4 separate regions of the Mus musculus genome follow, and all the other regions are linked to region 2. The links are chromatin contacts, called in public HiChIP or PLAC-seq and promoter capture Hi-C maps. All regions are on one chromosome and are shown on one strand. The core of a region is the stretch at or near the end of the contact, and the rest is flanking DNA. Distances in the headings are between cores, read along the strand shown. Region 1 holds the start of Heatr3 (HEAT repeat containing 3). Region 2 holds the start of Brd7 (bromodomain containing 7). Region 3 overlaps Heatr3 (HEAT repeat containing 3). Region 4 overlaps Tent4b (terminal nucleotidyltransferase 4B).

Evidence for each region. Promoter capture Hi-C pulls out the DNA fragments that hold promoters and counts their contacts. HiChIP or PLAC-seq counts read pairs in DNA pulled down with a chosen protein or histone mark. Capture Hi-C pulls out chosen DNA fragments and counts their contacts.
Region 1: a promoter capture Hi-C map of adipose tissue shows a contact between it and region 2. The contact joins the promoter of Heatr3 here to the promoter of Brd7 in region 2. A contact is called at or near these places in 16 of 39 promoter capture datasets (the 3T3-L1 cell line, 3T3-L1-derived adipocytes, the C10 cell line and 11 more), 27 of 484 Hi-C or Micro-C datasets (the AML12 cell line, B cells, CD4 T cells and 19 more), 5 of 115 datasets of contacts at active chromatin or transcription factors (the 230-238 cell line, bone marrow-derived macrophages, effector CD8 T cells and 2 more) and 3 of 9 other capture datasets (adipose tissue, liver and macrophages).
Region 3: a contact with region 2 is called in a promoter capture Hi-C map of embryonic stem cells. The contact joins the enhancer-like site here to the promoter of Brd7 in region 2. A contact is called at or near these places in 15 of 39 promoter capture datasets (the 3T3-L1 cell line, 3T3-L1-derived adipocytes, the C10 cell line and 8 more), 6 of 484 Hi-C or Micro-C datasets (CD4 T cells, the P5424 cell line, cortical neurons and 2 more), 2 of 115 datasets of contacts at active chromatin or transcription factors (both in bone marrow-derived macrophages) and 3 of 9 other capture datasets (adipose tissue, liver and pancreatic islet).
Region 4: a contact with region 2 is called in an H3K4me3 HiChIP or PLAC-seq map of bone marrow-derived macrophages, with 2.7 times the contacts expected there. The contact joins the enhancer-like site here to the promoter of Brd7 in region 2. A contact is called at or near these places in 5 of 39 promoter capture datasets (the C10 cell line, the HPC-7 cell line, the SN4741 cell line and 2 more), 4 of 115 datasets of contacts at active chromatin or transcription factors (the SCID.adh cell line, bone marrow-derived macrophages, embryonic stem cells and 1 more) and 1 of 9 other capture datasets (liver).

What each region holds. Positions count from the first base shown.
Region 1 is chr8:88,136,630-88,143,177 of GRCm38.p6, forward strand. It overlaps Heatr3 (HEAT repeat containing 3), which reads left to right and starts at 1,256. Exons shown (of 15, transcript NM_172757.3): 1 at 1,256-1,528; 2 at 1,646-1,818; 3 at 3,263-3,350; 4 at 5,043-5,152. The coding sequence starts at 1,391. It overlaps Mir7071 (microRNA 7071), which reads left to right and starts at 1,577; the gene lies at 1,577-1,645.
Region 2 is chr8:88,359,310-88,366,197 of GRCm38.p6, forward strand. It overlaps Brd7 (bromodomain containing 7), which reads right to left and starts at 2,863. Exons shown (of 17, transcript NM_012047.3): 1 at 2,597-2,863; 2 at 2,193-2,401. The coding sequence starts at 2,645.
Region 3 is chr8:88,169,013-88,175,567 of GRCm38.p6, forward strand. It overlaps Heatr3 (HEAT repeat containing 3), which reads left to right. Exons shown (of 15, transcript NM_172757.3): 15 at 1,847-2,940. The coding sequence ends at 1,969. Among named protein-coding and RNA genes, the nearest start is that of Tent4b, 28 kb to the right of the region's middle. Within about 2 kb of position 3,384, at least 5 of the 459 cell types and tissues checked have an H3K27ac peak or open chromatin away from gene starts, as enhancers often do. A contact at or near this core is called in embryonic stem cells, where this site is marked.
Region 4 is chr8:88,226,370-88,233,752 of GRCm38.p6, forward strand. The region is part of intron 1 of Tent4b (terminal nucleotidyltransferase 4B); the gene reads left to right. Among named protein-coding and RNA genes, the nearest start is that of Tent4b, 30 kb to the left of the region's middle. Within about 2 kb of position 2,157, at least 46 of the 459 cell types and tissues checked have an H3K27ac peak or open chromatin away from gene starts, as enhancers often do. A contact at or near this core is called in bone marrow-derived macrophages, hematopoietic stem and progenitor cells and liver, where this site is marked.

The sequences.
Region 1 (6,548 bases), core at 6-2,505, 220 kb before region 2:
GCAATCACTCGTTTGCTGAGGCTCATTCCTGCACACATTTGATGACAGGGACAATTCAGAGATAACTGCCACACAAAATACATGAAGGGCCCATGGTGATGTGTCTGCTGGGACAGCAGGAGAATGAGGACACTAAACCAGGCCCCATAAGTGGGGCATTTTTAAATATCTCCCATTTCCAGAATACATCCCTACCTATAACAGAAGGAATTTTAAGTAGATCTGAGAATATGCCCCAGGTGATAGCCAAATGATCAGTTCAAGGAACGCTAAACTTAAGCTATCCTTTGCCCAGGCCTAAGACTAGTTCAGGAGAGCTCCAGGAAGACAGAGGAGGCTCCCTGGTTTATAGAGGACGTGCTGGTAGCATGAAGCAGAATGCCATGATGTCAAACTCTGAAGTGGCTTTTACAGCTACAGGCTGGTGAGATGGCTCAGCAGTTAAGAGTGCCGACTGCTCTTCCAAAGGTCCTGAGTTCAAATCCCAGCAACCACATGGTGGCTCACAACCATCCGTCACGAAATCTGATGCCTACTTCTGGAGTATCTGAACACAGCTACAGTGTACTTACATATAATAAATAAACAACTACAGGACTCCACCAAAAGTTTTTAGAAAATATACTTAAGAGTCTCTTTTAGGAAGGCTATATTTCAAACAGATGTTTGAAAAAAAATAGTAACCTTTAAAAAAAAAGGATGAAATGATTCGGCAAATAAAGGCATTTGCCATGCAAACCTGAAAAATCAGAGTTTGATTCCTGGAACTGTTGTTGATGGAAAGAACCAATTCCTCAGAGGAGTCCTCTGATCTCCACCCGAATGAGGCAGCACGTGTGCCTACACATATACCACACATTTTAAAAAAAATTATTAGACAAATATTTTATGAGAAACTTTTTTATGTTGTCTCAGTCCCTAGCACAATGAAATGACTGGCTGAAAGTCACTAGGCTTCTTCTAAAACTATTACCTATGGGTGGCTGAGGAATGGCTCCTAAGAATGGTAAAGAAAGTACTGAGATTAAAGTCAAGATCCACCACCATCTTGCTGGCTGAACTTGCCTTTCGTACAGTTGAATTTCTGTAGAAGCCTTACGTTTGTACGATGGAAATGAGATGGGTGTGTTAACATTCCCAGGGACATCCAGGGCTCCACCCATTGTCAGGGATGGCCCCGCCCACATCACATTACACGCACGCGCAGTCCCTGCTCCCGCCCTCTGCGCAGGCGTGCTGCTTTTCCATGTGTGCTCAGGCCGTCACATTGGACCCGCTGAGGGGAGACGCCAAGTAACGTCGAGCCTGGAAGTCGCCACGGGCCCGGTGGGCCCCAACGACGGCTGCTGCAGTCGTCCTCTTCTGGTCTGTCACTGCAGCCTCCGTCGCCATGGGTAAGAGTCGGACGAAGCGCTTCAAGCGACCTCAGTTCTCCCCTATCGAGAGCTGTCAGGCCGAGGCGGCGGCCGCGTCGAACGGGACTGGGGACGAGGAGGACGATGGGCCCGCGGCGGAGCTTCTGGAGAAGGTGGGACGAGGGCATGGCCAGGCTCGGGCGGCGGGCGGCCGGGGGCCCGGGGGCCCGGGAGCGAGGTGCTGCAGCGCGCGTGCTCACTACGCGACTCTGACGTCTCGGTTCCCGCAGCTCCAGCACCCGAGCGCCGAGGTCCGCGAGTGCGCCTGCGCGGGACTGGCCCGGCTAGTGCAGCAGCGGCCCGCACTACCAGACTTAGCCCGTCGGGATGCTGTGCGCCGGCTCGGGCCGCTGCTGCTGGACTCGAGTCTGGCGGTAAGGGAGACGGCGGCCGGAGCTCTGAGGTGAGCCCGAGAGGGCCCGAGGCAGTGTCCCTGCGAGCAAACAAACCTGGGACACCCTCGCCCGATGCATTCTCTACTTCTGGGGGAATAATAACATGCCAGTTAGCTCAGGTTTGCAGTGGATGGAGATGTGAATTCATGCACCGAAGGACCCCGGGGCTCACACACTTTTTGTTGTATCCACCTGGCGCTTCACCAACCATCAAACCTCATGCACATTTACCCCATCTCAAAACCCACCATAGAGTCCCTGATAGGATAGTCTTTCAGTCTGGGCTCCAAGTACAGCTGACATTTCAGCATGTAAGATCTCTTTGCAGGCGCTCCACTGAGAGGGTGTCTGGAAACTGTCAAAAAGACTGGGCTGAATTTCAGTAAAATTTAGACCTTCTAGCATGGTGGCACAGACCTTTAATTCCCGCACTAGGGAGGCAGAGGCAGGCAGATCTCTGAGTTTGAGGCCAGCCTGGTCTACAGAGTGAGTTCCAGGACATCCAGGGTCACCCAGAGAAATCCTATCTCAAAAAGGCCAAAAAGCAAAAGCCACTCTAATGAACTGTAGAGAGGACAGAAAGTTAGTATTTGTGCTCTTACAGATTTGCCTGTGTGTATTGTTTCAGTCTAATAAATATTGGATGGAGCACCTGTGTGCCAGCCACTGGACGAGGCCAGTTCAAGGCCACCTTGAACTACTTAGTGAGTTCCAGGACAGCCAGGGCTGTTACACATAGAAGCCCTGTCTTGAAAAAATCAACCAACCAACCAGATAAATAAACAAATCTTAAGTCTATTGAGTAAGATTAGTGTTAAGAATATATTGATTATTATTAACCAAATAATTACTATATGTATAAATACAACTAGTAGTAATTGCAGAGACTACTATTAGGGGTATGATGGTTTGAATAAGAATGTCCCTCATAGGCTTATGTATTTGACCACTTAGTATTGAGTTCTCCTATTTGAGAAAGAATAGGAGGTGTGGCCTTGCTGGAGTACGCGTGGGTTTGTTAGAGGAAGTATGTCACTGAGGGTGGGATTTGAGGTTTCAGAAAGCCCACACCAGGCCCAACATCTTTGTCTATGATCAAGATACAGCTCTCAACTACTGCTCCAGTGCCATGCATGTCACCATGCTCCACGATGACAATGGACTAAGGCTCTGAGACTACAAACAAGCCTCCAGTAAATGCTTCCTTTATAAGGGTTGCCCTGGTCATGTTGCCTCTTGAAAGCAACACAACAGTGTAAGACAATGAATTATTTGATGTGCTGAGGACCAGGACAGTTGAAAATCTGTAGGCTTGCTCTCTAGCATATAACAAATACAGTTTTGTTTTGTTTTTTCCTGTGGAAAACCTTAACTGTGGTTAGACATACAGGGCTTAGCAGCATTTTGTGAGATGTGACTTGAAAGTAAAATGTGTTTACATTTCTTATGTAGAAACCTCAGTGCTTGTGGAGGTTTTGACGTTTGTGATGACATGGTGGCAAAGGACATCATGACGCCCCTGGTGGCACTACTGAGAGAGGTATGTGGCATTTAACATAGCCTGAGTGATGACTTCTGTGTGGTTTTTAGGAGACAGGTTTAGGAGGTTTTTTGTCTGTTTGTTTTTTATTTTTCAATACTTTGGTGTCGTCTTATGTGTCCCTTTAAATACCCTGTGACAATTTTATTTTTTCCCCTGGAAACTCGGTACAAAGGCCCCAGTAATACCAATCTCTATTATTTGTGTCTCTGCCACCTTTATGATTAGAAGAGCCCTTTCTAAAGATATGCACACTTACCCCCTTAGAACTCAAGCCCGTTCCCTGACTGCTCACTCCTGTGTGCCTGTCATTTAATCTTCACAGTGGTCCTATGGGACAAGTCTTTTTTCCCTTTCTTTTTTGTGGTGCTGGAAATGGAACTCAGATCTTTGTGCCTCCCACCAGGCAGGTGCTTTAGCACCACCCATCTGTATCCAAATCCAAGGCAGGTGTTCTTATACTAGTTCATACTGTGCTGATGGGCCCAAGGACAGACGTTATGAACTTACAAAGACTATGTTAGACTCATTGTTACGTGTTACATGTACATTCATGTTACATGCTGTAGCTCATTGGCTAAGGACACTGGACTCTTGTATTCCTCTCAGTCTGCCATGCCTTTTGTCCGTTTTACACTGATGCTATGAGACCTTGGTCAGTGCTCCCTTACAAGCAGTGCTGCTGCGCTGCAGGTGGCTGTGCCATGGGGACACCCAGTTGGGTAGAGATCAGGGATGCTGTAGAACTTCCTTCCTTGCAGAGGGCATTCTCCCATTAGACGTCTAAGACTCAGAAGACCTTTTAGAGAGTGCCCTGTTCTGTGCTAGGAAGCAGCCCTGCACAGAGGTCGGGGCTCCAGTTGGAGGCTAGAATGTCTGCAGCTAGAGCCCAGCTTTACCATACACTCAGCTGTGTCTTCAGGAGCCTCTTTTATCTTATTTTCATACGAATATTGGGAGGTTAAGGTTAATAGTTGAGCTGCTTCAAGTTTGTTGTGAGGATTAACTAGTAAATATATGTAAAATGCTCAGAATAGTACTTAGGGGATGTTGTACAGATATTAACTATTGTATTCCTTTGTCATTCTGTTTCTTTTAATATAAATTAATTATTCTTTTATATATATATATATATATTTATTTATTCGCTTTAAATCAGCACCCTCTGTCATTCTGACTTTTACTATATTAGGGGAAATACGTTGTATTGGTCTTATACTTTCATGTAAAGTGTGGGACAAATAACATCATTCCTTGACAACCTTTCTTATCTGTGTTTCTTGCCAAAGGGATGTATTATTTTTTTAAGTTTTTATTGTTTTTATTTATGTATGTCTGTGTGGAGTGAATGCTGTGTGTATGCAGGTACCTTCAGAGGCTATCAGATAGCGTGGAGCTGTAGTTACAAGTGGTTGTGTACCAATTGATGTGGATACTGAAAACTTAGCCTAGGTTTCCTGCAAGAGCAGTGCAAAACCTTCCTCTGGACAGACAGAGTGCTCTTAACCACTGAGTCATCTCCATGCCCAAGGGATGGACCATGTAGAGAACTGTACCTGTAACCATTGATGTAATTGTTAACTAACCCCTATCATTTCTGGGGTTTTTAAGGTTATAATTCTTTACTATTACTATCTTTTTTGCTTAATTATTCTTTTGAACCTAGGTGCTAATTATGATGTTTGGTTGCAGTGTCTCTCTGGACTGGATTCAAATGAGATGTCTCCACAGGAGAAAGCTGATAAGAGAAATCCTGTAGAGAGCATAGCCAATGAGGCTGTGAATGTGCTGTGGAATGTGTGGTAAGTGCTTTCTGAGGTCAGTCTCCTGTTGTGTCACTGCCCAGCCTGTGGTGCTCTCTGTTAAACTGTAGGCCCCGCCCACAGATGCTTGCTACTTTAGTTGATGGGGCAATCTGATGACTTGAGATTCATCCTAATCAGCATAGTGTACACCTGCTTTGGTATCTGGAATGAAAAGGGACCACGAACATTGGCTGATGTTGTTGTCCACTGTTCTAATAGTGACTGTTTGAACGGGAAGTAAATTCCCAAGAGGAACTCTCTTCGAATGAAGAGGAACAAGGCTGCTTCTCTTCCCTGTCGCTGGCACTGGTTAGGTTAGAGTGGACCATGCCTAGGAATGAAACAGAGCTTAGAAGCACTTCTTAAGCTTGGTTTTATGCCCATAATTATAGCAGTGTTATCGTTTCTTGTTTTTTTGTTTTTTTTTTTTTTTTGGTTTTTCGAGACAGGGTTTCTCTGTGTAGCCCTTGCTGTCCCGGAACTCACTTTATAGATCAGGCTGGCCTCGAACTCAGAAATCCGCCTGCCTCTGCCTCCCGAGTGCTGGGATTAAAGGCATGCGCCACCACCGCCCGGCAGTGTTATCGTTTCTTATATTCAGTTGGGAACAATTAAAATAGTGACCTGAAAGCAGTGTCTCTTAGACTTTAATATTGAGGTAGATCTTGAAAAGCTGCCTACATACCAGTCTGAGTCTGCTTATAATTTCATCTTAAACCAGTAATACTGGCAAAGATTTGAGAAAATGGCTTTTTCCCCTTTTATTTTTAGTTTTTCTTTTTCTTTTTTTGTTTGTTCCTTCCTTCCTTCCTTCCTTCCTTCTCTCCCTGCCTCCCCTTTAGCCCCAGGATCTTACTGTGTAATTTTGGCTGATCTTGAATTCATGTTCCTCTGTCCTTGGCCTTCTGACTGCTGGGATTGCAAACTGGCTATAAGAAATGGCACATGAGCAACTGATAGGTGTTTTTCTGTGCGCCATAAATCTTTTACTTTCTATAATTTTGTTGTTTGGAGCCCTGGGCCTCATGGCTGCTAGCACTAAACATGTTTAGCATTGTGCTTTTTCTCCTGTTGCTAGAAGATCACTGAGCTTGAAATTTGATTGATTGATTGGTTGGTTTTTTGGTTTTTCGAGACAGGGTTTCTCTGTATAACCCTGGCTGTCCTGGAACTCACTCTGTAGACCAGACTGGCTTTGAACTCAGAAACCTGCCTGCCTCTGCCTCCCGAGTGCTGGGATTAAAGGAGTGCGCCACCATGCCCGGCTGAACTTGAATCTTTAAATTTTCTTTAAGTTACATATATGTGTGTGGGTACATACATATGAGTGCTGGGCCCTTCCAGGGCAGAGACCTGGAGTTGGCTGTGAACCATCTGATGATGGTGCTGGCTA
Region 2 (6,888 bases), core at 1,613-4,112:
GACTGGCTGCTCTCCTAGAGGACCTGGGTTTGATTCACAGAGTGGCTCACAACTCCAGAACCATAGGATTTAAGGCCTTCTTTTCACTTCTAATGGGCACCAGGCATTCAGTGGCATACGGATGTACACACAGCAAAACACCCATCCACATTAAAAAATAAAATAAAGATTTGAAAGATAAGTCTCTCTAATGGGCAAAATTTAAATGTATGAACAAGTTGCTATAAAAATGTGGAGTAATAAGACACTGATGCTTTCTAGACCTGTGCTTCTCAACCTTCCAGTGACCCCAGCACAGTTCCTCATACTGTGCTGACCCCAGCCACTGAAATTATTTTGTTGCTACTTCGTAACTGTAACTTTGCTGTTACTGCTAGGTGACCTCTGTGAAAGGGTCACTCTACCCCAAAAGGGGTTGAGACCACAGGCTGGGGACCAGGTGGCTGGCTGGTCAGGAACCCCAGAGTTACTGACCTAAAGGTACAAAGTAGAGCCTGAGAACAGACTGCCAAGCAGTGACCACCAAAGCAACACCCACGTGACCTGGAAACTTTTAAGATGTACATTCTTGAGCTCAGAAGATAAAGTTGAGTTCTCTCCTAAACAACACAAAAAACTAAGACAGAGAATAAAAACATTAGAGGGAAGAAAGTGATCAGAGAGGTACTCCAGTCACTAAACACCTGAGTTGAAAGCACAGCATCTACTGTAAAGTGACGATGCAGGAGAGAGGCAATCCCAAAGTTCCAAGAAAGCAAATGCTGGTCACAGGCTAAATCAGGGCGCTGACCAGCAGCCAGAAAAGACATAAAGTCTGCTGAATTGGTGCCTACATTGGACAGCTTACAGCTGCCTGTAACTCCAGCTCTAAGGAATTTGACACCCCCTTCTGGGCTCCACAAGTACCTACATGCACTTAACCCCATGTCCTAAATTTTAAAATTCTGAGAGAAAATATCTTTCAATTTAAATTTCTGTTCTGACTCAAACTCTGTATCTGTATGAGAAGTCTACCCAAGGGCAAGGATTTTTAAATATGAAAAGCATACCAAAATCTACCTGTTCAAAGTTTTTCTTAGGCTTCTCAGCCAGCGATGGTGGCCCACATGCATAATCCCAGCAAAAGGAAAACCAGAATGACGGACATACACTGAGTTCTAGGCCAGCTGCATACCTGATGCCCAAATACCCACGAATATAATCAAGACAAGCCTTGTCGAACTCATAGGTAAAACAATTTACATGTTCACTTTCAAAACTCTCAGTTAAAACAAAGACTCATGCCTGTGTGCTTTTGTAATTTAGGAAATGAAAATATAAGCCAGCCTGACCCAAGACTGTGACTATTGCCATAGTCAAGCTAAAGGTCATAAAATTCTGGGCAAAAAAGAATAAATTTAAAACATTCCTCCCCCCCCCCCCAATAATTTAAGACATTTTAAAGAGACAATCTCTAAGGCTTGGCCACTCATCAATGACTGTATAAAGCAAAGAAAAACTCTAAAACTAAGCCTCAGAAAGGATGACTTTCAAAAAGTACTAACGCATTTTAGTAAGCACTTGAGGGCAGGCAGCTAACATTTTGGAAGGGCAGAATTCTAGGGCAATTCCAGATATGGGTGGACTCACCTTTGAGAAGAAAGTTAACCCGCACTATTCAACCTACCTGGCAAATCAAGACATTAGCTACTTACTCTTTTCTAGTTAATGAAAACGGTTGCTTATTTTGTATTAAGCAGCACAGGTTGGCCGCAGTCTCCTGCGCGCTGAGATCACAGGCACGTGCCATCACGCCGCGCCAGCTCCATTTGTCATTAAAATAACTTATTTCAGGAGAACACTTGGGACACCTGTAGATCGCCTTCACTTCTGAAGAACAGCTACGTTTGACAAACCTCCCAGGCTTTCCGGTGAGTGACTTCTCACCCTTCCAAGACAATTATAAAAAAAACAGCCTTTGAAGGAGTCACGGAAGACCAGGACTCGGCTGCTTACAGGATGTGTGGGGACAGCACGGGTGCTCGAGAGGACACTTGGGACAAGACTTGCTGAGCGCCCAGGTGACCCAGGCTTCTGGTCTGTCTCACTCCTCCACAAAGCCAGACTTCCCAGACGTCTGGGTGTCGCACTGGAACAGGCTAAGGAGGCTGGGAACTGGAGCCCGGGGCCATAAGCAACAAAGCCCCCTTTACCTTGACTCTTCTCCGTTTTCTCCCCTTCTCTTCCCCCGGAGCCTGCTTCTCGCCTTTCTTCCTCTTTTTCCGTTTTCTGTCCTTGTGTTTGTCATGGTCGCTTCTGTCTTCGAAGAGGCTGGAGTCGTGCCCGGAGCTGCCCGTGGAGAGCTCGGTGACCTCGCTCCCCCCGACTTTGAGGACCAGCTTCAGGGGCTTCTCCACGTACTCTGAAACAAGAGCAGGACGCGGGGCTGAGCCGGGGCCGGCCGAGGGCGGGCGCCCCACCTCCCAGCGCCCCACGAACCCCCGCCGGGACCGGCAGGCCCGAGTCGAACGCCGCCCCGCCGGGGGCGATCTCCGCGGGTCGGGGCCTTGCGGGCAGGGGACGGCGCGGCTCCGCAGGCAGGCCAGCCGCTCCTCACCCTCGTAGAAGTGGCGGTCCGACTTGTGCTTCTTGTGCTTCTTGCCCATGTCCGACCGGGCCCCAGAGCCCGCCCCCCGCGCCAGGCCCAGGCCGTGCGGCGCCGCTTCCGGTCCGGGCCAGGCGAGCGGAGGGCGGGAGCGGGGCCCGCGAGAGCCCGCGCCGCGAGGCAGGGGGACGGCACGCGCCCGGCGGCGCGAGGTCCCTCACGAGAAAAAAAAAAAACCACGCGCGGGACGCGACCGAAGCGCGACACCAGTGGCGAGAGGGCGAGAGGCCGGCAAACCAGCGGGAAAGAGAGGCCGCCGAGCGGACGGGATGCGGTCTGCGGCGCGTGGCGGCCCCTGGCGGCCGGAGGCGGCGCTGCAGCCTGTGGTGGAGGGCGGGGCTGCGGCTGGGGGGCGGGCTCAGAGGCGGGGCCTGTCTTGACTTTCTTTTTCCATCCCCGACGCTCTTCCCTGCTTTCCTGAATCCTTTTAACTTTCCTTGGCTTTTGTTTCTTGTCTTTAGCAATATTATTGAACTCCATCTGTACAGGATCGGGCAGACCCAAGAATATGGGTCCTGCCAAGCCTAACGATCTCCGTTCGCTCTCCAGGTTCCACATGAAGGAGAGAATCGACTCCTGAAAGTTGTCCTCTAATGTTTACATTTATATATATTCTTGCACAAATAAATAAATGCATACAGAAAAAAACCAAAACAAAACAAAAACAAAGGCTTGTTCATGATAGAATAAAGCCTCCAAGATGTTAACTAAATGAAACGCACCAAGTGTGCAGCAGTGTTGTTCAAAAGTGAGACCGGAAGTGAAGGTGTGGTCTGGATTCAAAGGCTGGAAACAGTACTGCTTACTTTATTTCAGGTGACCAGGACGGTATAGGGGTGGATTCTTTTACTTTTATGCTTTTCTTTGTGGTTTAAAAAACAATTTATATGCTAAAGTAACTGGAAAGAAAAGGAAGCTAAGGGTCTAGAAATTAGCTAGAACTTGCCTCCGAAAAGGTGGTGGGGTTGCAGCTATTGGCTCCCCAGGGAGGCACAGGCTGCCTGCTGTTTTGTCTGCTTCTCACCCCCATCAGTGCCGTTCCTGTTCTCTTATCTCTGGATGCCCAGCCCTTCTGGGCAGTGGCTCACTGACAATTTTGTCTACTGGCACTTACCCAGATGGGCCACGTTAAGATCTGCTTGTGCTGGGTGTGATGGTGCATGCATGCATGGCTGTGCTGGCCTATCCCGGCCCTCAGGTTGAGGCAGGAGGACTGAATCCCAGACTAGCCAGGGCTACATAGTAACATGCTATCTAAAAATAGAGCTCACTGTTGCATGTGCAGAGATGTCTAGGGAAATAAAGTGCACGCTCTCTCTCTCTCTCTCTGTGTGTGTGTGTGTGAGACAACTTTACAAAATAGCAAGAGCAGGTAATATTCATATTCCCATTTTATAGAGGAGGAAATGGATGCCCAAAGAAATAAGATAGGGGTCAGATGTAGAATCAGTATTCAAATCCAGGCTTGAACTGGAGTCACAATCCTTTTCATTAGTTAGTACACACAGTGCAAAGTGTCTTTACTGCACTTTTAGCCTTCTAGTGGCCTATACATTTTATAAAAATCTCATTTTTTCCTCAAGAAAGAATCTAACCGATCCTTTCTACTGTACTCAGAAGTGGACTTGAGAGTGGAGAGAAGATGCAGGAGTTAAGAACACTTGCTGCTCTTCCAGAAGACCTGGGTTCGGTTCCCAGTACTTACCCCCATCCACCAGCTCACAGCACCTGTAATTCCAATTTCAGGGTGTCTCCTGGCTCTTTAGGCACCTGTGTTCATTTAGTGCACATAGATCCATGCAGCCACACGCACACACATAAATTAAAACAACAACAACAACAAAAACCAACAACAAGTTGGACTCTTGGATGGCTTTTTCCTGGAAGGTTTGTTGTTTATCTTTGTGTGTGGTATGCTAGGTGTGTAAACCCCTGTAGGGAACCTCGAAGTCAGCTCAAGACACTCCAAGGCCAAATTCTCAGCACAAAGATTTACTTGCTTTAGAGGTACAAAGGTCAGGGACTGAGAGACAAAGACAGGAGATAGAGGACACGGAGAAGGGGACAGGAACAAGGGAGAGGAGTAAGGGGTATTTGCCCTTGACAAAGGACTGCCTCTGGATACAAAGGAGACAGACAGTGCTCTTAGGTAAAAGGAGAAAACTGTGTGTTAAGATGAGGTGTTTAATTTTGATTGTGCATGTTAATTAGGTGAGCCAAAGGGGGCTTTTGATGGCTGGACTTCAATACTTTGATAGCTGGACCTTGGTAGGCAATCTCAGGAGGAGGAATTAGCCAAACAAGGGAATAGACCTTGGTGGCTAGCTTTATATATTTAATCTAATGGTTTTGAGCAAGGTAGAGGGAATGGGGAGAAGGACAGGGCCTGTTAGAGCCATGCTTGCCACACTCGAGCTGGCCAGAGTCCCTTTACCGCCACATTTTAGGTAGTGCCGAGCTACCCCTAGACCTGTAGCTTAGCCTTGAATTCCAGTGTTGAGATGATAGGATGATATTTTAGGACCCTGCCATTTGCAAGTGATAGGAAACTGAATTTGAGCTGGGCATAAGGCTCTCATGTTTAATCCAGTACTTGGGAGGCAGGGGCAGGGGAAGGCAGAGGCAGAGGCAGAGGCAGAGGCAGAGGCAGAGGCAGAGGCAGAGGCAGAGGCAGAGGCAGAGGCAGAGGCAGAGGCAGAGGCAGAGGCAGAGGCAGAGGCAGAGGCAGAGGCAGAGGCAGAGGCAGAGGCAGAGGCAGAGGCAGAGGCAGAGGCAGAGGCAGAGGCAGAGGCAGAGGATCTTTGCGAGTTTGAGACCAGCTTGGCTTACAAAGAGTTCCAGGCCAGTCAGGGCTGTTGCCCTGTCTCGATAAACCAAGAGGAGGAGGAGGAAGTGGAAGAGGAGGGAAATGTGGGGGAGGAGGAAGAGGAAGAAGAGGAGGCAGAGGAGGAGAAGGAACAAGAAGAAAAAGAGAGAGAGAGAGAGAGAGAGAGAGAGAGAGAGAGAGAGAGAGAGAAAGGAAGGAAGGAAGAAAGAAAGGAAGGAAGGAAGGAAGAAAGACAGACTCAATGTGAATTATTTCAAGTCAATAAAAAGGAGATTTACCAGTTTACTTGTCTCAAAGGGGAGAGTGGTAAACAAGAATTTGGTGCTATTGGTCCCTACCACACCTTCTCAAGCTTCTATCCACTCCTACCCCATATAGTTGGAAACATGACCACCAGCTGTCGCTAGGATTTTTATGTGTCCTGACAGCGGGGGGGGGGGGGGGAAGGTCTCAGCTTCACCCGGAAAAATCTCAGTGGATGATGTTGGTTGGCTCACTTGAGACATCTAATTTGTAGGTGATTTGGTCCAGCCTGGGTACCAGGTGACCAAAAGGAAGAAAATCTGGGACTGGGCCCGGGAAAATGAGGCTCCTCTAGTAAAGGTAGCTACGTTTTCACAGAAGCCAACTTTGACTCTGTTGCCTTTGTGCTACAACCTCTTTGTGAGGTTGAAGACTCAGGCTGTGTGGGCAAAGGAACTCTGCTGTAGTGAATTCAAGTCCCCAGGACCCTCTAAAGCAGGGGGTCTCAGCCTTCCCAATGCTATGATTCCTTACTCCAGTTCCCCATGGTGTAGTGACCCCCCCAACCGTAAATTATTTTCATTGCTACCTCATAACTGTAATTTTGTTACTGTTATGAAATTGTCATGTGATACCTTTGTTTCTGATGGTCTTAGGTGACCCCTGTGAAAAAGTCAATTCAACCCCAAAAGGATTGAGACCCACAGGTTGAGAGCTGCTGCTCTACTGCTGCAGCTTTTCAGTGGTTGGGTGCAGGGCTTTCTGTTTGAAGACAAGTCTCTGAGCCAGTCACCTGTGGCATGCCTCCTTCCTCCAGGCTGGACTTGGCTTTCCTGCCTGTGCCTGGCCCTGTGTGCTCTCTAAGGGCAGGGATAATTCTGTTCTCTTGGAACATATGGGGCAAGTCAACCACTACTCACTCTCCCAATGCTTCTTAGCGGTCTCGCTCTCTCTCCTCTGCCCTCACCCCTGTATGCCCTGTGATGGAGAAAGAGGACCTGCTTGCTTCATTTATATTTCAGGGTTAGTAGCTTCTGCCTTTAAGAATGACCCTCCAACAGCTGTTGAGGAAACTAAGAGCATGCAGCAGAAGTCTCTGCTTACAAAACTTTTCTGTAAGAACTCCAAGTCATCCACTTTTAAATTCCTAGCTCAAATCCTGTACCTGGCACAT
Region 3 (6,555 bases), core at 2,134-4,633, 190 kb before region 2:
TTAAAACAAAGCCCATTTGTGTAAAATGGAGATACATTTACATTTCTGTAAAAAGGAGGCATTAGAAGCTTCAAGTTGGACTGGAGAATTTGTCTAAAGCCACACTTCTCAAGAGTGTCCCCTCCCCTACCCTCCCCTCCCCCAGCATCACCTGGTGTCTTGTTCAGAATGTGGACTCTTCTCGTTTTCTATTTTTTTTAATTCTGAGTTAATCTCATTTATTATAGTATGGCAGAATGTGGATTCTTAGCCCCCAGCTCCTGGCCTCTAAGTCAGAAACCTAGTTGGTTTTTGTTTTGTTTTGTTTTTTAATATTCTTAGTTGTGCACACCTTATTTGTTTATTTATTTACTGTATGAGTGCTCTGCTGCATGTACATCCGCCCACCTGAAGAGGGCATCAGTTCCCTCTATGGGTGGATGAGCCACCATGTGATTGCTGGGATTTGAACTCAGGACCTCTGGAAGAGCAGCCAGTGCTCTTAACCTCTGAGCCATTTCACTAGCCCTAGATCAGAAACTTAGTAGAGGTACCAGTAGGGGCCCCACCAGCCCATTCTGTAGGAAATCTTAAGAATTGGTGCTTGGGCTGGAGAGATGGCTCAACGGTTAAGAGCACCGTCTCCTCTTTCAAAGGACTTGGGCTCAATTCTCAGCTCTCACATGGCTACTTACAACTCCAGTTCCAGGGGATCTGGCACCCTCTTCTGACCTTTTTGGTTAGTGTGGGTATGTAGTGCCCAGACATGCGTGTGAGCAAAACATCCATACACATAAAAGAAAGGGCCTGGAGATGTTAGACCTTTTGCAAAGGTCCTGCTTCAACTCTCAGTATCCACGTGATGGCTCACAACCATCTTAACTTCAGTCCCAGGGGATCCATTGTCCTATTCAGACCTCCTTGGACACCAGGCATTCATGTGGTATGCATATGTACATATAAGGAAAGTGTTCATGCAAATAAAATTAAATCAGTTTAATTAAAGATAAATAAAAATATCTTTTTAAAAAAAGACTAGGGGTGAGTTATGATTTGATTTCCATAAACTTTGATCTTTTTATCCATGGTTCTTATTTCTGTAACTTTTCCCTCCTTTGGTCTTTTTCCTTCTTTCTTTCTTTCTTTCTTTTTTTTTGAAATAGGGTCTCTGTATGCAACCCTGGCTGTCCTGGAACTCACCATGTAGATCAGGCTGGCATCAAACTCACAAAGATTCATCTGCCTCAATCACTGCTTCCAGAATATTGGGGTCAAACGTGTGCAATTAGCTTGTAACCATAATTCTAATGTGTGTATACAAGTTGGAGAGGTAGTTCAGTGGTTAGATTTACCATGCAAGTGTGAAAAGCAGGAGTTAAGATTGTAAATTTACCACCAAAATGCTAGGAATCTCAGCTTCAGAAGGTAGGGACAGCTGGGCAGTGGTGGCACACGCCTTTAATCCCAGCACTTGGGAGGCAGAGGCAGGCGGATTTCTGAGTTCCAGGACAGCCTGGTCTACAGAGTGAGTTCCAGGACAGCCAGGGCTACACAGAGAAACCCTGTCTCGGAAAAAAAAAAAAAAAAAAAAAAAAAAAGAAGGTAGAGAACAAGAACAAGCTGGCTAGTGAGACTAGCCAAATCAGCAAGCTCTGGGTTTGATTGAGGGATCCTGCCTCACTGACAATGGAAAAGAAAAAAATGGCCACATTCTCATTTTCCTCTTCTTCATGTTCGATATTCTATTTAATCTGGAGTAAAACTTTGACTATATTCTTTGAAATGTCTTGTTTAATAGTAAGTGAATGACTAGTGGATAACAAGTTAGGTGATAATGTTCTCCTTCTCTCTGAATTTCTCTCACCAGATACGGAAAGAAGGGAGGGGCAAGTACAGTCCAGACCAGCTGTGTGTTCTCGACAATGTGAAGATGAATTTGAGACGGTTTATTGCTTACCAGGAAACTGTTGAGAAAAGACTGACTTCTTAAACCATCAAGAGGACCAGAGCTAGGGCTGGCTGAGCATCTGCGTGCCTAGCTGGCACAACAGCCCTGGGTCTATCCCTAGTTCCTGAGGAAAAAGGAGTAAGAGAAGCTGCTTCTCCTGATGGATTTAGTGCTGAGAATACTGAAGGGTTTCCCTTGAATATATGTGCTTCCAAAGCCTTTTTTTCTTTTTTGAGACAGGTTCTCTCTAGGTAGCCCCTCCTGGCCTGGAGCTCACAGAGGTCTACCTGCCTCAGTTTTCTGATTGCTGGGCTTTAAGGTATTCAACACCACACCTGACCTCCAAAAGCCTTCTTTCACTGCCTCTGTTCTCCGTGTTAGTTTGAATGTGAGAACCTGTAGGAAATGTGTGTTACATCTCCAACATATTTTAGCCACTGAAAATGCCCCACATTTCAGGTGCTAGGGTCGGCATTCAGGGCCTTGCTCCTGTGTCGTGAGCTCTACCACTAACTCCACCCCAGCCCTCAGGTGGTTCTTAATGGAAGGGCAGTAAAGAGACTTCAAACAAGTACGTCCTTACATTTTTTTTTTTTAAGAAAAGAAATTAAATCATTGTTGGGATGTTTTTTTAAAGCCAATAAATATCATTTTATATTAGCTAACTCCTAACAGAAATGTAAAGATAAGCTTTATAAAATATTTTTGTCATGAAGTACTATATACCAATGATGAATCTTTTGTGAAGTAAATGACTTGAATTTGTCACTGTGTAGATAGTGAGATGATTGAATTCTGTATAGGGGTCTGAGCAGTTACTCTGGGTAACAGCATTTCCTGTCTTAATTTGATACAGAATCAGAAATTAGTAGAAAATGCTGGACATGGTGGTGCACACCTTTAATCCCAGATCTTCAGAGGCAGAGGCAGGAGGATCTCTTGAGTTCAAGGCCAACCTGGACTACAGATGGAGCACCAGGATAGCCAGAGAGACCCTGTCTCAAAAAAAAAAAGAAAGAAAGAAAAGAAAAGAAAAGAAAAGAAAAAATTAGTAGAAAATATTTTTGAATAAATAACTTTTAACTGGATGTTTTGTGTCATACAGATTATTTTTTATAGCCTAAGTATCCGCCTTCCTAGGCAGTTTGCTTCGTGTCAGAGCTTACAAAGGAAAGCAGCATGACTTTCTTGATGACCTCTCCTTACTGTAAAAAAGGAGGGTACCAGATAGGGCTCATGCTGGGACTGTAGTCCACATTGTCTGGGGACGCCCTGGGCTGCTCCCGAATCCATCCCTCTGCCTGGCCAGAGTGATCAGAAGCAAGCTCAAAGCACAAAGTAGGCTGTAATTTCCCCTAGATCTGTAGCTGCATGGACCACTTACTAGGATTCATTCATGTGCACTGTGGCCTAGTGAGCAGTTTTCCCTGTGCAGAGCAGGCTGTTAGGAAGCCAGGATTATTTATCAGCTCTGAGGAGTCACTGAGATGGTGAAAGCAGAGATAGTGAGGTTTTCTGGTGGGGTGGGAAATGGAGATGCTCTGCCTTGCACAGCAGGCTTTCTTTATTCTCCTGGGTGAGGAGCTGGATGGCTGTGCGTGACCACTGCGGCCAAGTGTTTGACCCAAGTGTTTTTTTAAAAGGGTTTTTTTTTTCTAGAGTGGAACTTTATACGTGAGTTCAAGGCCAGTCTAAGCTAAAGAGTAAATTCAAGATTAGTTTCACAGATAGTCTGCCTCAAGTGTTTGTCTTACCTGTTTGAAAGAGAGTAGTAGCCGGGCGTGGTGGCAACCGCCTTTAATCCCAGCACTTGGGAGGCAGAGGCAGGCGGATTTCTGAGTTCAAGACCAGCCTGGTTTACAAAGTGAGTTCCAGGACAGCCAGGGCTACACAGAGAAACCCTGTCTTGAAACCCCACCCACCCACCCCACCCCCCAAAAAAGAAAGAGAGTAGTGTTTCTGATTCTGTTCTTTCCCATGCCATGCTTCCTAGACTTAGAACAAAGCAGACAGACAGTCAAGTTCAGGGCACACCATGGTGTTTGGTGGGTGGGTGGGTGGGTGAGTGAGAGAGTTTGTTTTATTTAAGCTGTAAGGTGGTTTGGTCACGCTGCAGTCCAGCGCACAGTCGGGTGGTGCACTGAAAATGTGCATGCTACAGCCTTCTAGGCTTTAAGGCATGGGTGGTTCCACCTCAGCTGCTCCCGTTCAGCTTCGTCGCTGTAGCAGCAGGGAAGTGAAAAAGCCCTGGATACACTCCCCAGTTGTAACTTACACAAAAGCTATGGAGTTTGTGCCAGGGTTGTCCGTGGGTAAGTGTCATAGAGAAATCTTTAGAAGGGACGAAGGCACATGCCTGTAATCCTAGCACTCAGGAAACTAATGCCAGAAGATGGCGGGTTGAAAGCCTGTTTGGGCTACATAGCTAGACACATCAAAAAAAGAAAACCCATAAAGTAATTTATTTGAAAATCTTCTGGAAGCCAGGAGTGGAGGCATATACCTTTGATTCCACACTCAGGAGGCAGGTGCAGGCAGATCTCTGAGTTAAAGGCTAACCTGGTCTAGATAACAAGTTCCAGGGACAGCCAAGGCTACATAGAGAAACCCTAAGTCAACAAAAAGAAAAAAGATCAAGAATTGTACCCCACAACTACAAACTATTTAAAGTGTTAGAGTACAAAGCTATATGAGATTATTCATTTTCTAAGTTTTTTATTGTTGTTGTTGTTGTTGTTTGGTTTGGTTGTTTTTTGAGATAGGATTTCATTTAGCCCAAGCTAGTATCAAATGTATTTTGTAGCTGGGGCTGGTTTTCAGCTGTTGATCCATCTTCCACCTCATAAGTATTGAACTGGTTTTAGGGTTTTTTTGGTTGGTTGGTTGATTGATTTTTTTTCATTTGTGCTTGCATGTGTGTACATGACTAGATCCTGTGGCACTAGTGTTACAGGCAGTCAAGAGCTACCTAATGTGGGGGTGTGGTCTGAACTCGGGTCCTTTAGGATTTTAAAGTCTTCGTACTTTTTCATGACACTTAGTGTCTTAGTTAGGATTGCTATTGCTGTAAATAGACTGCAGCCACAGCATCTATTATAAAGAAAAATATTGGGCTGGAGAGATGGCTCAGCAGGTAAAAGCACTGACTGCTCTTCCAGAGGTCCTGAGTTCAAATCCCAGCAACCACATGGGAGCCCACAACCATCTGTAATGAGATCTGATGCCCTCTTCTGGTGTGTCTGAAGACAGCAACAGTGTACTCACATTCATAAAATAAATAAGTCTTAAAAAAAAAAAGAGAGAGAGAAAGGATAGCAAGTTTAAAAAAGAAAGAAAGGAAGGAAGGAAGAAAAGGAAGAAAAATCTTTAGAATTGGGCTGGCTTACAGTTCAGAGGTTTAGTCCATTGTTGGCATGGTGGGAACCATGGCAACATCCAGGCACACAAGGTGCTGGACAGGTCTGAGAGTTCCACATCCAGATCCAGAGGCAGCAGGAAGAGAGTAAGTAAGCCACTAGGCCTGAGTTGAGCTTCTGAAACCTCAAAGCTCACCCTCTGTGACACATCTCCTTCATATAATGTCACTCTCTGTGATTCCATAGGGGCCATTGGGACTACATAAAAGGCTGGGCAGACATGGCAGTCTGGTAATCGTTGTAATCAGTCCCTGGAAGTCTTATCAGACATAGCAGATGTGCCATGATGGTAATGGACTGAACCTCTGAACTGCAAGCCAGTCCCAGTTAAATGTTGTCCTTTAGAAATGTTGCCATGATCATGATGTCTCTTCATAGCAATGGAAGCCCTAAGAAGTTTGTGCCAGGAACTGGGGTATTGCTGTTGATAGGCCTGACTATGCTTTTGTTTGGAGGAATAAGGAACCTTTGGGACTTTCGACTAGAAAAGCAAATGGACATTTTAAGCAGGGCTTATGGGCCATCCAGCAGCAAGGAAGACAGTGGTGCTGAGGGTGATTTGAACTGTAGGGGCCTGGTCCGTGAGGTTTCAGAGAAGAATTTTAGTGTGTTGCCTTGGCTGTGGTGTATCTTCAAAGCAATAGAACGGTGTCTAAAACAGCAATAAACAATCCAAAAAGGAAATTACTGTAATAATTGTGTTTTAGTCCAGAGGTGACCAGGCTCAGCAGTGCAGTTATGCACTGGCATCAACAAACGTCCCAACACACCAGCCCTACTGCTCCAAACTGGTCCCAGCATCTCTGCCTCCCATTCCCTGCAGACAGAATCAGGTTTATGACGTTTTAATAAATGTTTAATTTATTGTATTATGTGGGTAGGTCAGTGGACAAGTTTCAGGAGTCTGGTTCTCTTTGAAACGTGGGATCAAGGCATCTCATCTGAACTCAGGTCATTAGAGATTCACAGTGTGATGGTTTGAAAGATGTCCCTCTTAAGTCTCCGGCCTTTGAATACTTGGTTCTAGCTGGTGGCTGTTTGGGGGAAGGAAGGCTTTCGAGGTGTGGCCTTGCTAGAGGAAGTGTGTCACTGTGGGCAGGCTTCAAAGTTTCAAAGGCCACAGACCACTCCTGGCTAGCTCTCTCTCTGTTTTCTGATTGCGTTTCCCTTGCCGGTCGCCAGTGGTGCACAAATTTAATACCAGCACTGAGA
Region 4 (7,383 bases), core at 907-3,406, 130 kb before region 2:
CATAGTGGGTTTGTTTTCTGTTTTGTTTGTTTTGTTTTAATGTTTTTTAAAATGGGGAATGTGGGAGGGGGATGTATGCTGCATGTATGGAGGGAGGTCAGAGGACAACTTGTGGAAGTTACTTCTCTATTTTCACTATGTGGATCTTAGGGATTGGACACAGGCAGCAAGTACCTTTACCCTCTGAGCCACCCAATAGCAACTCTGTTTGTTTTAATGTAGTTATCCTCTTAGATGTAAATTGATGTCTGATTGTGGTTTTCATTAGTTAAACTGTGGTGGTTTGAATAGGTATGTCTCCCATAGACTTCTGTGTTTGAATGCTTGGCACTATTGAGAGATGTGGCCTTACTGGAGTAGGTGTGGGCTTATGGGAGGGAGTTTGTCACTGTGGGGGCAGGCTTTGAGATCTCCTATGCTCAATCTCTAGCCGGTATGGAATTCAGTCTCCTTGCTAGCTAAGGATTTAGATGTAGAACTCTCAGTTATCTCATCTCTGTGCTGCCATGGACTGAACCTCTGAACATGTAAGCCAGCCTCAGATAAATGCTGTCTTTTATAAGAGTTGCCTTGGTCATGGTGTCTCTGCACAGAAATAAAGCCCTATCTAATATAATGGCTAACAGTGCATTTTTATGTGTCTATTGCAATCTGTCTTTCTTCTTTGGAGAAATGTCTGTTTAGACCTTTCTTTTTTCCCTTTTGCATTGTTGAATCATGCTTCTTACATAATCTGTCAGGATAGTATTTCTTTATCAAATATATAACTTGCAAATATACTCTCCCATTCTGGGGATTTTCTTTTTACTTTCAGTTTTTTAAAAATTGGCTTTAAAAATTTTTATGTGTATGAGTGTTTTCCTGCATGCATGTCTGTGCACCATGCCTGGTGCCCTTGGTGGTCAGACGAGAGCATTCGGTATCCTGAAACTGGAGTTACAGATGTTGTGAGCCAGCATGTGGGTGCTAGGAATTGAACCCTGAGTACTCTGGAAGACCAGCAGGCTCTCCTAAACATGAGCCATCTCTCCAGCCCAGTCCTTTACTCTCTTAATACTTTACTCTTTTGCACAAAGGTTTACAATTTTTGATTAAATTCAATTGGTTCTTCCTTTTATATGTGTGTTTAGTGTCATGTCTTAAGAAGTCAGTGCCAAATGTAGTGTTTCCTACAGTGTGCTTTCCAGAGTTTGAGGTTTTAAGTGTGGCTTTTTGGCACTCTGAGTGAATTATTGAATATTGTTGAAGGTAAGTGTCTGGCCTTATTCTTTTGTATGCGGATATCCAGTTCCCTCAGCACCATTTGTTGCATGATCTATTGAACAGTCTTTGCTCACTAGTTTGAGTTATTTTTATTATGTTAACTAAGAGTGCACAGAAATAGAAACTTCTTGTGTTCAAGGATGATTTAAAAGGAAACAAATTTACGAGTTAGAGATGCTATTGAAATCGTATAAGATGTTAATTTTCATGGCATCTCATGATACCACTCGAAGTGAACATTGGTGGTGTTGTGTGATGTGGAAGTGTATTTAGGTCCTGGCCAGAGTGACACCCTTCGGTTATGAAAATTTGGCCCTTGCAGCAGTGTCACCTGCTCTTACTTGGCATGCATGCATGCATGGGTCACCAAGTTGTGCTTTGCTCTTGGCTGTTAATACAGACCAGGTAAATCTCTTGCGTGGCCTGAGCCGGACAAGCAGGTGCAGCAGTATGTATGTGCTGGGACACAGGGCAGCCCTGTGCTCCCAAGGAAGGCTAGCCCTTAGCCCAAACAGAAACCATGTGAGACTTCCTGTGGCACCGTCCACTTTCTCTTGTGCTCCTGAAGGGTTAATTCCCCCCACCCCTGAGAGTTAGCCGGGAAGAGGGAATTATTTACACCTCGTCTGACAAAGGGAGCTTGTTTTGCTTTTCCCAGAGGAATTATTTACAGGATCCTTGCTTCTGTGCTCCTTCTGTGGTTGGTTAGGGTGCTTCCTCATGGCTAGTGACCCCACCTTTGCCTCAGTTCCACTGTAACCACAGCTTTTCATTGACTGCAACTAGATTCAAAGCTTGTGCTCCCAGTCTTAGATGGGATTAGGATGTTTGCTCTTAACACTGATTTTACTGCCAAGATTCTGTCAAGTTGAAGATTCACTACATCAGTTTTGTTTGCATGACCATAGAGTTCTTCACAGCTAAATTCTTAACTGGGTTGTCCCTCCCTGTTTAAAGTGCTAGACTACCCATTTGATTTTTAACTATTGAAAATGAGTGATGCTGAGATAAGCTTCCGGGTGAGGACCTCATGCCCCTGGGGCAGAGAGGTTCTTTAGCTGTTTTCTGCTTGGATACAGTTTGGTTTAGATATTCAGTTTGGTTTTGGTTGTTTGGTTGTTTGTTTTGAGACAGGGTTTCTCTGTGTCATCCTGGCTGTCCTGGAACTCACTCTGTAGACCAGGCTGGCCTCAAACTCAGAGAGATCTCCTGCCTGTGCCTCCTGAGTGCTGACATTAAAGGTGTGTGCCACCACCACCTGGCTAGAAGATGGAGTCTTTTTATGCTGTTCTGAGCAAAGAGTCTCCACTTTGTAGGCTGTGAAGGCAAGTGGCTGAAACTGGAAGTGAAGCTCTGCCTAGCTGCTGGAAGGAGTGGCTCTCCCCCCCCCCCCCCCCAGGCGGAAGTGTTCCTTGTCTTGTATGCATGTCAGGAAGTGTAGTAATCTTGTATGACTTCAGGATGGGATTCATTTAGTATGATAGTATACAACATTTTTCTAAGTTTGTATCAAGTCATAGCTAAGCAGATTATATATATATATGTGTGTGTGTGTGTGTGTGTGTGTGTGTGTGTGTGTATATTTTTTTTTTTAAATAACCAAAACAAGAGTGTTATGTGAATTAACACATTATGGGCTAGGTATGGTGCCACACCCACCAGTGAGAGTTTGACCATGCTCTAGTGAATATATAGACAATACAAACTGGGCTTTTTCCCTTTGATTTTTACTTATTATTTTAATCTATCTATCCATCTGTCTATCTGTTTATTTTGATGGGGGGGAATAACAAGGGCAAGGTGGTCATGGAAAGACTGGGAAGTGAGTGTGATGGGTTGCATAATGTGAGTCCCAGAGGATCACTGAAAATACTACATGGAAAAAAAAAGAGAATTTCAACATATGAACCAGGGAAATGGCCTAGGATGGAGAGAGCTGAGTGGCAGAGCACTTGTCTGTGTGCAAGGCTTCGGGTGTGACCCCAGCACTGCAAATAAATAATAACAAAAGGGAAAGGGTTCACTGATCCAGCAATGTAGGTAGATATCAAAATATTGACACTGAAAGACTAAATGAGTAACCCTACAAGTATTTTCTGCATAATTTGCTTTATATGCTTTTTATAAAATTATATATAACTATACGAGATGCAAAACTAAAGTAGTAAAAAGGACATATTAATTGTTGCTGACGATGGGTAAAAATAAAAGCAGGCTGAATTATAGAGACCCAAGAAAGCTTGGGAAGGTGTCAGTGTGTTCACTATTACGATTATAAAGATAGTCTGACATCCACTGGCCAAAATCAAGTTTTAATGTGTAGCTTATTATTATACTTAAGTGTTATGGAGCTAAAATAATACCGGTAAAAACCTCAGCTTCACTGGGTGGTGGTACACACCTTTAATCCCAACACTCAAGAGGCAGAGGCAGGGAGGCAGAGAGGCAGAGGCAGAATCTGTGAGTTCAAGGCCAGCCTGATCTGCACAGAGAATTCTAGTACAGCCAGGGCCAAATAATACAGAATAAGACAAGTCCTTATTCTCATCGATGTGTATCCTCATTAGCTGGGTAATAGCACACGAGCTGATAGTTCTGGGGACTTGGGCCCAGGCCTCACATGCTAAGAAAGAGCACTATCACTAAGCTACATGTCTATTCAGTGTTTTGAGATAGGGTCTTGCTGCATAGTTTAGACAGGCCTAGAACTCATGATCTTTCTGTCTCAGCTTCCTGAGTGCTAGAATTACAAACATGCACACCACTTTGGCTGATAGAGTAGTTTATTCTAAAATGCTTTTAAAATTGGAACCATGTAAAACAATCAATTTTAGTAATATAATCTCTTGTTCATTTTTAAAGTTTTAATTATGAGGGATTTATTTTCTTTTTAAGATTGATTTTATTTTACGTGTGTGTTTTGCCTGTGTCCTGTGGAGCTCAGTAGTGGTTGACTACTGGAGCTGGAGTTAAGGATGGGTGTGAAGTACATGTGGGTCCTGGGAACACAACCTGGGTCCTCTGCAAGAGCAGCAAGTGCTCTTAACTGCTGGATCACTTTTATTAGTTTAAAAAAAATGTGTATATTATTTTTCTGCATACATATCTGTGCACCTCTTGCATGTCTGGTGCTTGCAGAAACCAGAATAGAGCATCTAATCTCCTGGAGTGAACTACAGTTGGAAGCCAATATGTTGGTTCGGAGACTTGAACTGGGCCCCCTGGAAGAGCAGCAAGTTTTTTCTTAACCAGTGAGTGAGCCATTTCTCCAACCCTAATGTGATTCTCTTCATTAGTTTATCTATTTACTTATTTGAGGAAAAGCCTCACTATGTAGCTCTAGCTGGCCTGGAGCTGGCCTTGAACTCACAAAGATCTGCTTCCTGAACGTTGGGATTAAAGTTATGCTCCAGCATACCTTGACTCTCAAGTACACCATAGTTTATGGCATTAAGTATAGTCACAATGTATTGTGGCAATTGTCACTATTAAGTTCCAGAACATTCATCACCAAATAGGAATTCTGTTTCTTTCCAGCCCCTGGCAACCAAGAGGCTCTGGATTTTCTTATTCTTCATGTGTCATGTAATAGACTCATACTGTATGGGGCTGGTTTTATAGCTTCAGGGGTTTAGTGCATGGTTCTCATGCTGGGACACATGGTGGGATGTAGGCAGACAGGGTGCTGAAGGTAAGTTTAGAATTCTACATCTAGATTAGTAAGCTGTAGGAAGACATGCACGCACACATGCATGCACACTGAGCCTGATTTGAGCATTTGAAACCCCAAAGCCCATCTCCAAGTGACATACTTCCTCCAACAAAGCCACACCTCCTAATTCCTGTCAAGTAGTGCCACTCCCTAAAGACCAAGCATCCACATAAACGAACCTGTAGTGGCCACTCCTCTTCAAACCACCGTGTGTGTGTGCGTGCGTGCGTGCGTGCGTGCGTGCGTGCGTGCGTGCGTGCGTGCGTGCGTGTGTGTGTGTGTGTGTGTGTAACTTAATATCAACCATTTGAAAGCATACAATTTATGTTGTTGTCATTGCCCGTCTCCAGAAATTTTTATCCTCCCCAACTGAAGCTGAAAATACTGCTATATTTTCTCTTCCATCCTTGCCCCTATAGCCATGATTGTCTATTATGTCAGGATTATTCCTGGGATTTGACTTCTCTAGAGACCTCATAAAAATGGGATCAAACAGTATCCTTTTGAGTCCAGCTGATTTCACTCTGCGTAACAGTATTCTCAAGGTCCACTCACTTTTTATCCACCATTCCTCGCCCATAGACTCCTTCACTTGGCTCTGCCTCAGGCTAGCATGAATAACACTGCAGTGAACAGGTCTCTTCTGGAGACCTGCTCTCAGTTCTTTGGGGGATGCACCCATGTGATAATTCTGTGTGTGTTTGTTAGTTTTTCTTTAACAAATTGCCATGATTCTCTCCCCATGCTGTCCATTTTATATTCCCGGAAGCAGAGACAAGGGTCCTCCAGCTGTGTCACGTGCTTGTCTGCACACGACAACGTGTTTCCTTTTGTTTGTTTTATAGAAATCACCCTAATAGCTACTATAAAATTTTCATACACTTTACATTTTAATGTATAACCAAGTCTTAATGTACTGCTGGACAGCAGTTACCCCTAAACCCTTGTGGAAGTGTGGAGGACTCTGACAACTGTCAGTCTCCTCCTCAGCCTTACTTACTCCCAAATATCAAGGCGGCCCAGGGAAGTACACAGTGTACCTTGGTCTGGCATGTAACTTTTGAAGACTTTATGGAACCTACAGATGGCAGAGGTCAGCAGGTGTTCCCTGTAGAGACAATACGTACTCCTTATTGGGTCTGTGGTCTCTGTCTCAGCCGCTGCACTCTGGTGTGCTGGTGACAAGCAGCTGGAGTCAACGTGGAAAGGAGTGAGGGGTGTTGATTGTATTCTAGAATAGTTATTCATATGTGCTTGAATTTGAATTATATATACTTTTTAAAAATTTATTTTGCTATTTTATGTGTATGAGTGTTTTGCCTCCATGTATGTGCGTGTGCCACACTCATGCTTGGTGCCGGAGGAGGTGGTGAGCCTCTATGTGGGTGCTGGGAACCGAGCCCTCCTTTGCAACAACAGTACTCTTAAGCACTGAGCCAACTCTCTAGCCCATTATATATGCTTATCGTGTGTCGCAGTATAATTCTGACTTCTTTTCAACCATTTAAAAATGAAACTATAAAAGCACTTTTAACTTGTGGAGTGTATACAAATGGCCTTTGTTTTGCTCTTTGGGCATGAACTCTGTTAAGAGAGAGCTGAGTAGATGTCGGGGGAGGGGGGACGAATGTGGTTTGTTAGAACTTTTGGAAATTCCATTTTCTGGTTAAGGCAAAGGGTACAGTACTTAGCTGATGGCAAGAAGTGCTATGCTCAGAGTAGAAGACCCTAGAATTACAGATGGGGTAGGTGTGTCTATAACAACTTACATGAAGAGACCAGGACCTGGCACAGTGCTCAGCATGTTGTCTACTGTTAAGTGTTTTATGGGACATAGGTGGGAGGAGTGTCTATAAGAACAAGAAGGATGGTTAGTGGCTACCATTGCTAAATGATTATTTTATTGGTGGACCTGTCTCAGAGACACATGGTCATTGCTCTGTGCCTGAGAGAGTCCATGAAGAGCTGAGAGAGCTGAGGTCTGGGAGTCATATCAGGACTTGGACGCATATGGAGGGACAGGCAGTAGGTGAAGCCTCCTAGCTTGTTACACACACACATGGACTGAAAATGAAGGAAGGTGCCATCTTCCTGTTTCTGCTGTAATGAAACACCAGAGACAGTTTTTTTTTTTTTTTTGAACAGAGGTTGCTTTTATTTAGCTGAAGCTGAGAAGCCCAAAGTCAAAGGGCCCATGCCAGATTCAGAGCTGCTTGCTGCACATGTCTTCCTAGCCCCTCACTAGAATTGTTCTTACCCCATGCCTCCAAACTCTGCCAGCCCCTGCCCAATACCTGCCTCCAGATGTTTCAGCACCTCGGATAGTTATAGCAGCAACCCCACTCTGAGTGCCAAATCGGTAGTAGAATTTTGACAGAAGCAGAAACAATAGGGATGTAGACAGACAG